2 separate regions of the Sus scrofa genome follow, and region 2 is linked to region 1. A link is a contact called in public Hi-C data. All regions are on one chromosome and are shown on one strand. The core of a region is the stretch at or near the end of the contact, and the rest is flanking DNA. Distances in the headings are between cores, read along the strand shown.

The links. Hi-C and Micro-C count contacts between places; a contact is called where the count stands out from the background.
Region 2: a contact with region 1 is called in a Hi-C map of alveolar macrophages, with 4 times the contacts expected there. The contact joins two enhancer-like sites. A contact is called at or near these places in 2 of 5 promoter capture datasets (fetal liver and liver), 29 of 47 Hi-C or Micro-C datasets (adipocytes, alveolar macrophages, blood and 16 more) and 2 of 2 datasets of contacts at active chromatin or transcription factors (alveolar macrophages and skeletal muscle).

The regions. Positions count from the first base shown.
Region 1 is chr6:84,376,192-84,379,871 of Sscrofa11.1, forward strand. It overlaps SLC9A1 (solute carrier family 9 member A1), which reads right to left. Exons shown (of 12, transcript NM_001007103.1): 6 at 2,237-2,326; 7 at 1,696-1,766; 8 at 1,403-1,576; 9 at 1,028-1,142; 10 at 815-916. Among named protein-coding and RNA genes, the nearest start is that of SLC9A1, 48 kb to the right of the region's middle. Within about 2 kb of position 1,915, at least 7 of the 83 cell types and tissues checked have an H3K27ac peak or open chromatin away from gene starts, as enhancers often do. A contact at or near this core is called in alveolar macrophages, where this site is marked.
Region 2 is chr6:84,522,766-84,526,445 of Sscrofa11.1, forward strand. WDTC1 (WD and tetratricopeptide repeats 1) reads left to right here. Exons shown (of 15, transcript NM_001135964.1): 8 at 38-153; 9 at 1,398-1,473; 10 at 2,269-2,377; 11 at 3,458-3,631. Among named protein-coding and RNA genes, the nearest start is that of TMEM222, 22 kb to the right of the region's middle. Within about 2 kb of position 2,091, at least 5 of the 83 cell types and tissues checked have an H3K27ac peak or open chromatin away from gene starts, as enhancers often do. A contact at or near this core is called in alveolar macrophages, where this site is marked.

The DNA of each region.
Region 1 (3,680 bases), core at 665-3,164:
GCCCTGCTACTTCTTCCTCCTCAATGTCCCTTGAATCTACCGTTCTTTTCCACTACCCCCCATCCCCACCCCCACCCCCACCATAATCTGGGCCACCCCCACCCCTTCGCATGTCACTCCACTGCTGAGAACCCTTCGTGACTCCATGCCCTTGGAATAAAGCCCAAACCCTTAGGCCATTAACAAGCTTCCTTGAAAGCTGAGCCCCCTGTCTGTGGTCAGGAACTTGTGCTCAGCTTCCTCCTTTTGCCTGGCCCTTCCTCTGCCCACACTCCCTCCCCGGTGGCTTATTCCTAGGCCTGCCCTGACCACTTCCTTGCTCAAGGTGCTCAGGGCCCCTTGCACTTCCTGTCCTGCACCAGAAGCTCTGCAAGGGGGGACTGGGCCGATTCACCACTGGATTCAGAGGCTGCCCTGCTGCTCGGCACTTAGGAACTGCTCCCCAAATGTTTCCTGAACAAATGAATGAATGCATGTGTGCCTGGCTTTGTAAGATTTTGGGCAAGTCCCTTTCCCCTTGGGCCTCAGTCTTCTCCCTGGAGAACAGAAGGGTCAGAGCACATGGGTAGACTCTTCTAGCTCAGATGCCTCAGGATACGGCGGGGGTGGGAGCTCTTCCATACTGAGCAGGGAGCGGGTAGGGAAGGCAGCTTTCTGAAACCTGTCCTGGGGCTCAGCTTTCAAAACAAGTGGAGGGGCCCCCAAGATCAGATCGGAGTGGCTGTCTCCAAAAGGGCTTGGTGGGGGGGGTGCAGGGAGAGGAAGGGCCCAGGTTCCTGGAGAAAGGCAGGAGCAGCTCCAGTGCCGGACATACCTTCTGCTCTAGTTGCCGGGCCTTCTGTCTCCGGAGCAGCATCTGGTTCCAGGCCTCCTCGTAGGGGTCTGCCACCAGCGTGTGTCTGTTGTAGGAACGTAGCTGGGGGAGGAACAGCTGTCAGGCAGGGCAGGTTCTGGGCATGTGTGGGGTGGGGCTGGAGCAGAGTGGGGGTGCGGAGGGGCTCCTCTGCTGTGGGGGGAGGGCCCTCACCCGCTGCCTGGTCTTCTGCAAGTTGTTCCTCAGGATCTTGCGGATCTCCTCTTCCTTGTCCTTGGACAGTGCTGGCAGGATGCGCTCGGTAGGCAGGGTCTTGGGGTGGATGTTCCTGGGATAACGGAGCAGAGATTAGGGCCCCAGGAAAATTCCTGGGACCCTGGAGCCTGCTGAGCTGGGCCAGAAGGGTTCCCCAGGGATGGCCCGGGAGGGTGGGCCAAGCCTCAGGTCCTCAGTGTGGCCCTGCAGCTCTCCCACCTGCCCGCTCTGGGAGGATGACAGAGGGGCCTGGCTCACTGCCCCCACCCCCGGTGGGCATCGAGGGGTCCGTGTGTAGCTGCAGACGCTGACAGGTTGGCCACTGGCACTCACTGCATCGACACGGTGGAGACGGCCGAAGGGATCTTGCCCATGCCCCCACTTTCCACCAGCTCGATAGCCTGCTTCATCTCCATCTTGTGGTAGAAAGCGATGAGCTGGGGCTCCTTGGAGCGCTCGCCAGCTATCAGACACTTCTTCACGTACTTCTTATTAAACCGGTTGAGCCTGGTGGGAAGAGAGGGGAGATGGATGGAGCCAGCTCTGAGAGGTAGAGAGACACCCAGGCCCTGGGAGACCCTTACCTGCCCCTCCCTGCCCTCCTGCCCACCAGGCCTGCCACCTACTTGTCCTTCCAGTGGTGGTGGCCATAGTGGCCACAGATGTCCTCGATGCCTGTCAGAAGGTGGTCCAGGAACTGAAACGGGCCCAGGGCCAGGTCAAGCCTCACCACCAGGCTCCTCCCCTACCGAGACTTGAGAAAGGGCCCCCCACCTTCCACCCTAGCGCAGTTGGCTCAGCCCAGCCCTGTAGTTCCAGGAGCAGCCAGGAGGTGGCGCCTAGACCTCACTCACGCTAAACCCTAGTGGCATCTCAAACCTTCTGCCAATGGGGCCTGACTGAGCCCCCCTTCTCTGAACTCACTGGTGCCCGATGCCTGGGAGAGGGTCTTGAAGAGGCAGAGATGGCATGACACCCCCACCTCAGGGTCTAGGCTGCTCACATCCCACCTCCCTGTGGTGTGACCTGGTGACTTCAGGAGGTTGAAAGACCACCCCAGCACTGGGATACTGGGATGAGGGAGGAGGGGCTGAGTGAGGGCAAGGACTCCAGGCCTAGCTGCTCCCTCCACCCTCCGCTCCCTGAGCCTCCCCTGCCTCCCAGTACCTGCGTGTGGATCTCCTCATTGATGGAGCGCTTCGTTTCTTGCTTTTTCTTTACAGCCAGCAGGTCTACCAGAGGCCGAATAGTCATGCCCTGGGGGCGGGGGTGGGGGTAGCATGTGAGTGTCAGGCACTCCAGTTTTGCTACTCTGGCAGGGAGACCTCAGAGCTCGCCCCCCTCCACCCCCACCCCGGGCACCACCACCAACCACCAGGGTCTCTGAGCCCGGGAGGCCCTCTACTCTGAGGTCCCCAATCTCCCAACCCCCAAGCCTGAATTTATATAAATGCAGGTCCTCAAGGCCTGCTTCTTCCCAAAGACACAGCCAGAGGTTTCTGAGCCCATCCAGCCGAGTGACTCACACGCAGGTGGGCCAGGGGTCAGAGGGCCTGGGTTCAAGTGGAGCTCCACCACAGATGTGTTCTGGAACCCCAGGGAAGTCAGGCCTGGCTAAAGGGAGGTCCCTCTCTGCTCTGCCCTCCTCACAGGACTGCGAAGGAGGAGGATCTAGTAAGAGCAGCAGCAGCTACTTGAACCACACACTTCCACGTGCCAGAGCCAGTTCTGTTCAGTATCCACGATGACCCTAACGGTAGGTCCCTTCATTGTTCCCATTTGACGGATGAAGAAGCTGAGACACTGACAGGTTAAGAACTTTCTAAGGTCTCACAGAAGTGGTAAAACTGGCTTCAAACCCAGGCAGGGAGGCCCCTATCTCAGTGCTGCCTTCATTAAAAATAGGCTTGGTAAACCACTAGCATATGTGACTTCAAAGTCAAGGTGATAAAATGCTTTTGAAGAGGGAAGCATTTTATCATCTTGATGAAAGAGGCAGCCCCCTTTCCTCTTAAAGGACAGAAAATAAGTCCAGTCCCAGGAGGTTCTCTTTACATTGTTTCTCCCAAGAAGGCAGTGCTGCTTCCCATCTAGGGCTTGGCAGGATTCGAGTCCAGGAAAGAGGGAGGGGATGAAAGAGAAACAGAGGCCCAGGCTGAGTGTTTCTCACTTGCCTGAGGTCACAGGTCAGGTCAGGAGGAGCAACTTATATCATCCCAGACTGGGCTTCCTTGGGGACTTTGAAGGACCTGGGGTGGGGTCTCAGCTAAGCCTGTTTTTTTTTTCTTTTTTTGTCTTTTGTCTTTTTAGGGCCACACCTGCAGCATATGAAGGTTCCCAGGCCAGGGGTCGAATCGGAGCTGTAGCTGCCAGCCTACACCACAGCCAGAGCAATGCATGATCCAAGCTGCATCTGTGACCTACACCACAGCTCACAGCAAAGCCGGATCCTTAACCCACTGAAAGAGGCCAGGGATCGAACCTGCATCCTCAGGGTCACTAGTCAGGTTTGTTAACCACTGAGCCACAATGGGAACTCCAAGCCTGGCTTATTTAAATGCACAGAAATCATGACCAGCGGGCTGGAGGGATTCTTCAGGATGGTCCAGCC
Region 2 (3,680 bases), core at 841-3,340, 150 kb after region 1:
AAGCCTCACACTAGGCTGACTGGGCTGTTCCCTGCAGGTCACCTGCCAGTGAAGCTGCCTGACTACAACAACCGTCTGAGAGTGCTGGTTGCCACCTATGTGACTTTCAGCCCCAATGGCACAGAGCTGCTGGTCAACATGGGAGGAGAGCAGGTATGGACAGCTGCCCAAAGGGGCTCTGCCTCAGCCCACCCTCATAGCCGTCAGCCAGGGCTGTGTAGCCCATGTTCACCACCATGAGGCGACGAGAATCCTCATTGTAAATGACATTAGAGCGAGATGTGGACATGCCAGGGCATTGTTGAAACTCCCTGAGAGGTGCCCTGGCCTTGAGCATAAGCTTTAGAACTAACAGATCTGTCTTCAAATGCCAGCCTTCTGTTTACTAGCTGTGTACTATGACTTTGAACAACTCTCTTCATTTTTTCTGAACCTTGGTTTCCGCATCTGATATTTTCCTAAAAGGAAACCCTGGCGCTCAAAGCACACAGCCAGGCTGTGGTTTAGGACCAGCTTTGATGATGGCAGGCTGTTTACACATCCTCCGTCAGGATATTTAGTAAGCCTTGCATAAATTCATTTATTCTACCAGCCACTCACTGACTGCTTCCTCTGAGTAGCATCATAAACATGAGGGAGACAGATGCGAAATGTGACCCATCCCAGGCAGACAGGAGAGACCTGGCAAGTGAAACTGTTGATGACATTAAAAGGCAAGAGGAATGGATGGAGAAGAGGTGACGCCTGAGTTCAGAAGAGAGCTCTGGCTTCAGGTTGCTGAGCCACCTCACCTGGCCTAAAGGTTGCGTCAGGCTGAGAAGGGAGACAATCTAGCAGAGTGGTGTGGAGCCAGCCAGACGTCCTGGCTGTGCCACATGCCTCTTTTTTTTTTGGCTCTGGGTAAATTAATTAACCTCTGAGCCTACATTTCTTCATCTGTAAAGGGGATGATGATAATAGTCATTTTTGTGGGGTTTCTAAGATGAAATGAGAAAAGTCATATGAAACACTTAGCAGAGATCCTGGAGCAAAGTAAGAATTCGATAAATGTTAAGTAGTAATAGATAATATTTACCAAGGGAAGTAACCAGCAGTGTTACTTTGGGCAAGTTGCTTCCCTTCTCTGAGCCTTGGTTTCCCATCTGTGAAGTGAGACCTCTGAGGACCTTGTCAGCCTACACATGTGGTGATAGTATTTCAAGCCATCTGCCCAAAGGGCCAGAAACTGGAAAGATTTTCCTGCCTGAGGTTTACTCCGTAGACATACCCCTCCTGCCTCACTTGATTGTTCCCTGCTCCACACCCAAGAGTTCCTGAGAGGTGCCCAGGCCTTGCTCATGGTCCAGCCACATTCTCGCCTCACAGTGTCCATTCTTTTCTTGACCCCTGCATTCTAGGTCTACTTGTTTGACCTGACTTACAAGCAGCGGCCATACACCTTCCTCTTGCCTAGAAAATGCCACTCCTCGGGGGGTAAGTTCTCCTGTTGGGTGTCCTTCAGGGCATCTCTGCTGGGGCACGTGAGTGTGTGCTCTCTCTGCTGCAAATCCGGCCCCTTAGCTTGTGCTATGGTTGTAATCCTCCAAAAAGAGTGCGTTCTTAGAATTCCTGCTGTGTTAAGAATCCAACTGCAGTGGCTTTGGTCGCTGCAATGGCACAGGTTTGATCCCCAGCCCAGCACAGCAGGTTAAGGATCTGGTGTTGCTGCAGCTGTGGCACAGGTCGCAGCTGCAGAGGGGACCCTGTGCCACAGGTGTGGCTGTCAAGGGGTGGGGGTGAGTAGATTCTCTGAAATAACCTTGTACAGTAAGAAGGAAGGTAATGTTAGGTCAGAGAGGTCTGTCAAAGGGGTTCGCATCACAGCCCTTTTCACTTCCCTCCAGAAAAGCAAATTCTTTCCATGGCTTGGCTCTTGAGGATCTGGAGTAGTTGCCCTTCCTTTCTTGTCCTGGATCTCGCCTCATGGACTTCCTCCTGGGTCCTGCAGTTGATGTAGGCACCTCCTCACCCACCCATCCCCACCGTCTGCTAAGGAGAATGCCAAGTTGAGGCCGTGTCCCTCTCCAGCCAGCAGAGGGCGCACAGGCTTTTCTTTAGCCTTTGCCTAACCTGTCCGTCAGAGCTTGCTTTCTGGGAGTGGATCTTACCCCAGGAGAATAGCCCTACAGTGGAACCCTCAGACCTTGTGATGGAAACCGGAGGGCTGCTGGGGAGAAATGAAGGACTTCTCCTAATTGTTGCTGTTTCATTCTTCCTATCCCCTGCCAGAAGTTCAGAATGGCAAGATGTCTACCAATGGTGTGTCCAACGGTGTGTCCAATGGCCTGCACCTTCACAGCAATGGCTTCCGGCTGCCTGAGAGTAGGGGACATGTCAGGTGAGGCCAGCCTGATTTGCCCAACCCTCCCCTACCCCACTACAGACTGGAGGGAGGGACATGTCCTATAAACCTTCCTCCTGGCCCCCACATAGGCACACACCCCAGAGTCAGGCCTGGGCCAAAAGGGCTTCTGGAATGTGGCTCGTGGTCCTAATACCACTTCTGCCTGGTAGGACTCTAGGCATCTTCAGACTGAAACTCTGGGTCCTTGGTACAGTAGCTGGGGTTAGACTCAGAGGGGCTGGGTCCTCTTAACACTGAGCTCCCTTCTACCCAGATGGGCCTGCCGTGTTACACTTGTCCCTCTACAGCCTCTTCTGGCCTCTGTTTGCTGCTGGGCCCTGTGTGTTGGGATTTGGATACAGAGGTGCCCAGACCCTCTAGCCCTTGAAAGGAACATAATTATCTCTCGAGAGCTCCATGGCAGGGACTGGGTGGTAACCAACAAGGTTCAGCTCAGCATGGAGGCAGGTGGTGTCAGCCACTTTCATGGCCAGGAGTTTGATTAAGAATTCCTTAAACGGGGAGTTCCCATCGTGGCGTAGTGGTTAACGAATCCGACTAGGAACCATGAGGTTGCGGGTTCGGTCCCTGCCCTTGCTCAGTGGGTTAACGATCCGGTGTTGCCGTGAGCTGTGGTGTAGGTTGCAGACGCGGCTCGGATCCCGCGTTGCTGTGGCTCTGGCGTAGGCCGGTGGCTACAGCTCCAACTCAACCCCTAGCCTGGGAACCTCCATATGCCGTGGGAGCAGCCCAAGAAATAGCAACAACAACAACAAAAAAAAAAAGACAAAAAAAAAAAAAAAAGAATTCCTTAAACCTGTTCAGGACAGCTTCATTTCTCCCCCTCTGTTTTGTTTTGCTCCCCCCCCCCCTTTGTCTCAGAGCATCTGGAACTGTGACCATTACCTATCACAATAACTCAGGCCAAAGTTGGGAGTGGTGCCTTCTTCTAGAGGACAGTGCAGATCCCAGGGACCAAGACAACCGAGAGGCCTTCAGGCAGGGCTGCAGACTTCCCGAGGGACGGCTCTGACCTTTCGTGGTTGGTCTAACTTGGCTCTGCTTCCTCCACAGCCCCCAGGTAGAGCTGCCCCCATACCTGGAGCGTGTGAAACAGCAAGCCAATGAGGCCTTTGCCTGCCAGCAGTGGACCCAGGCCATTCAGCTTTACAGCAAGGCCGTGCAGAGGGCCCCTCACAATGCCATGCTCTACGGGAACCGAGCTGCAGCCTACATGAAGCGCAAGTGGTGAGTGGGCCTAGTGGAGCCAAGGTGCATCCAGGGAAGGCAGCAGTGA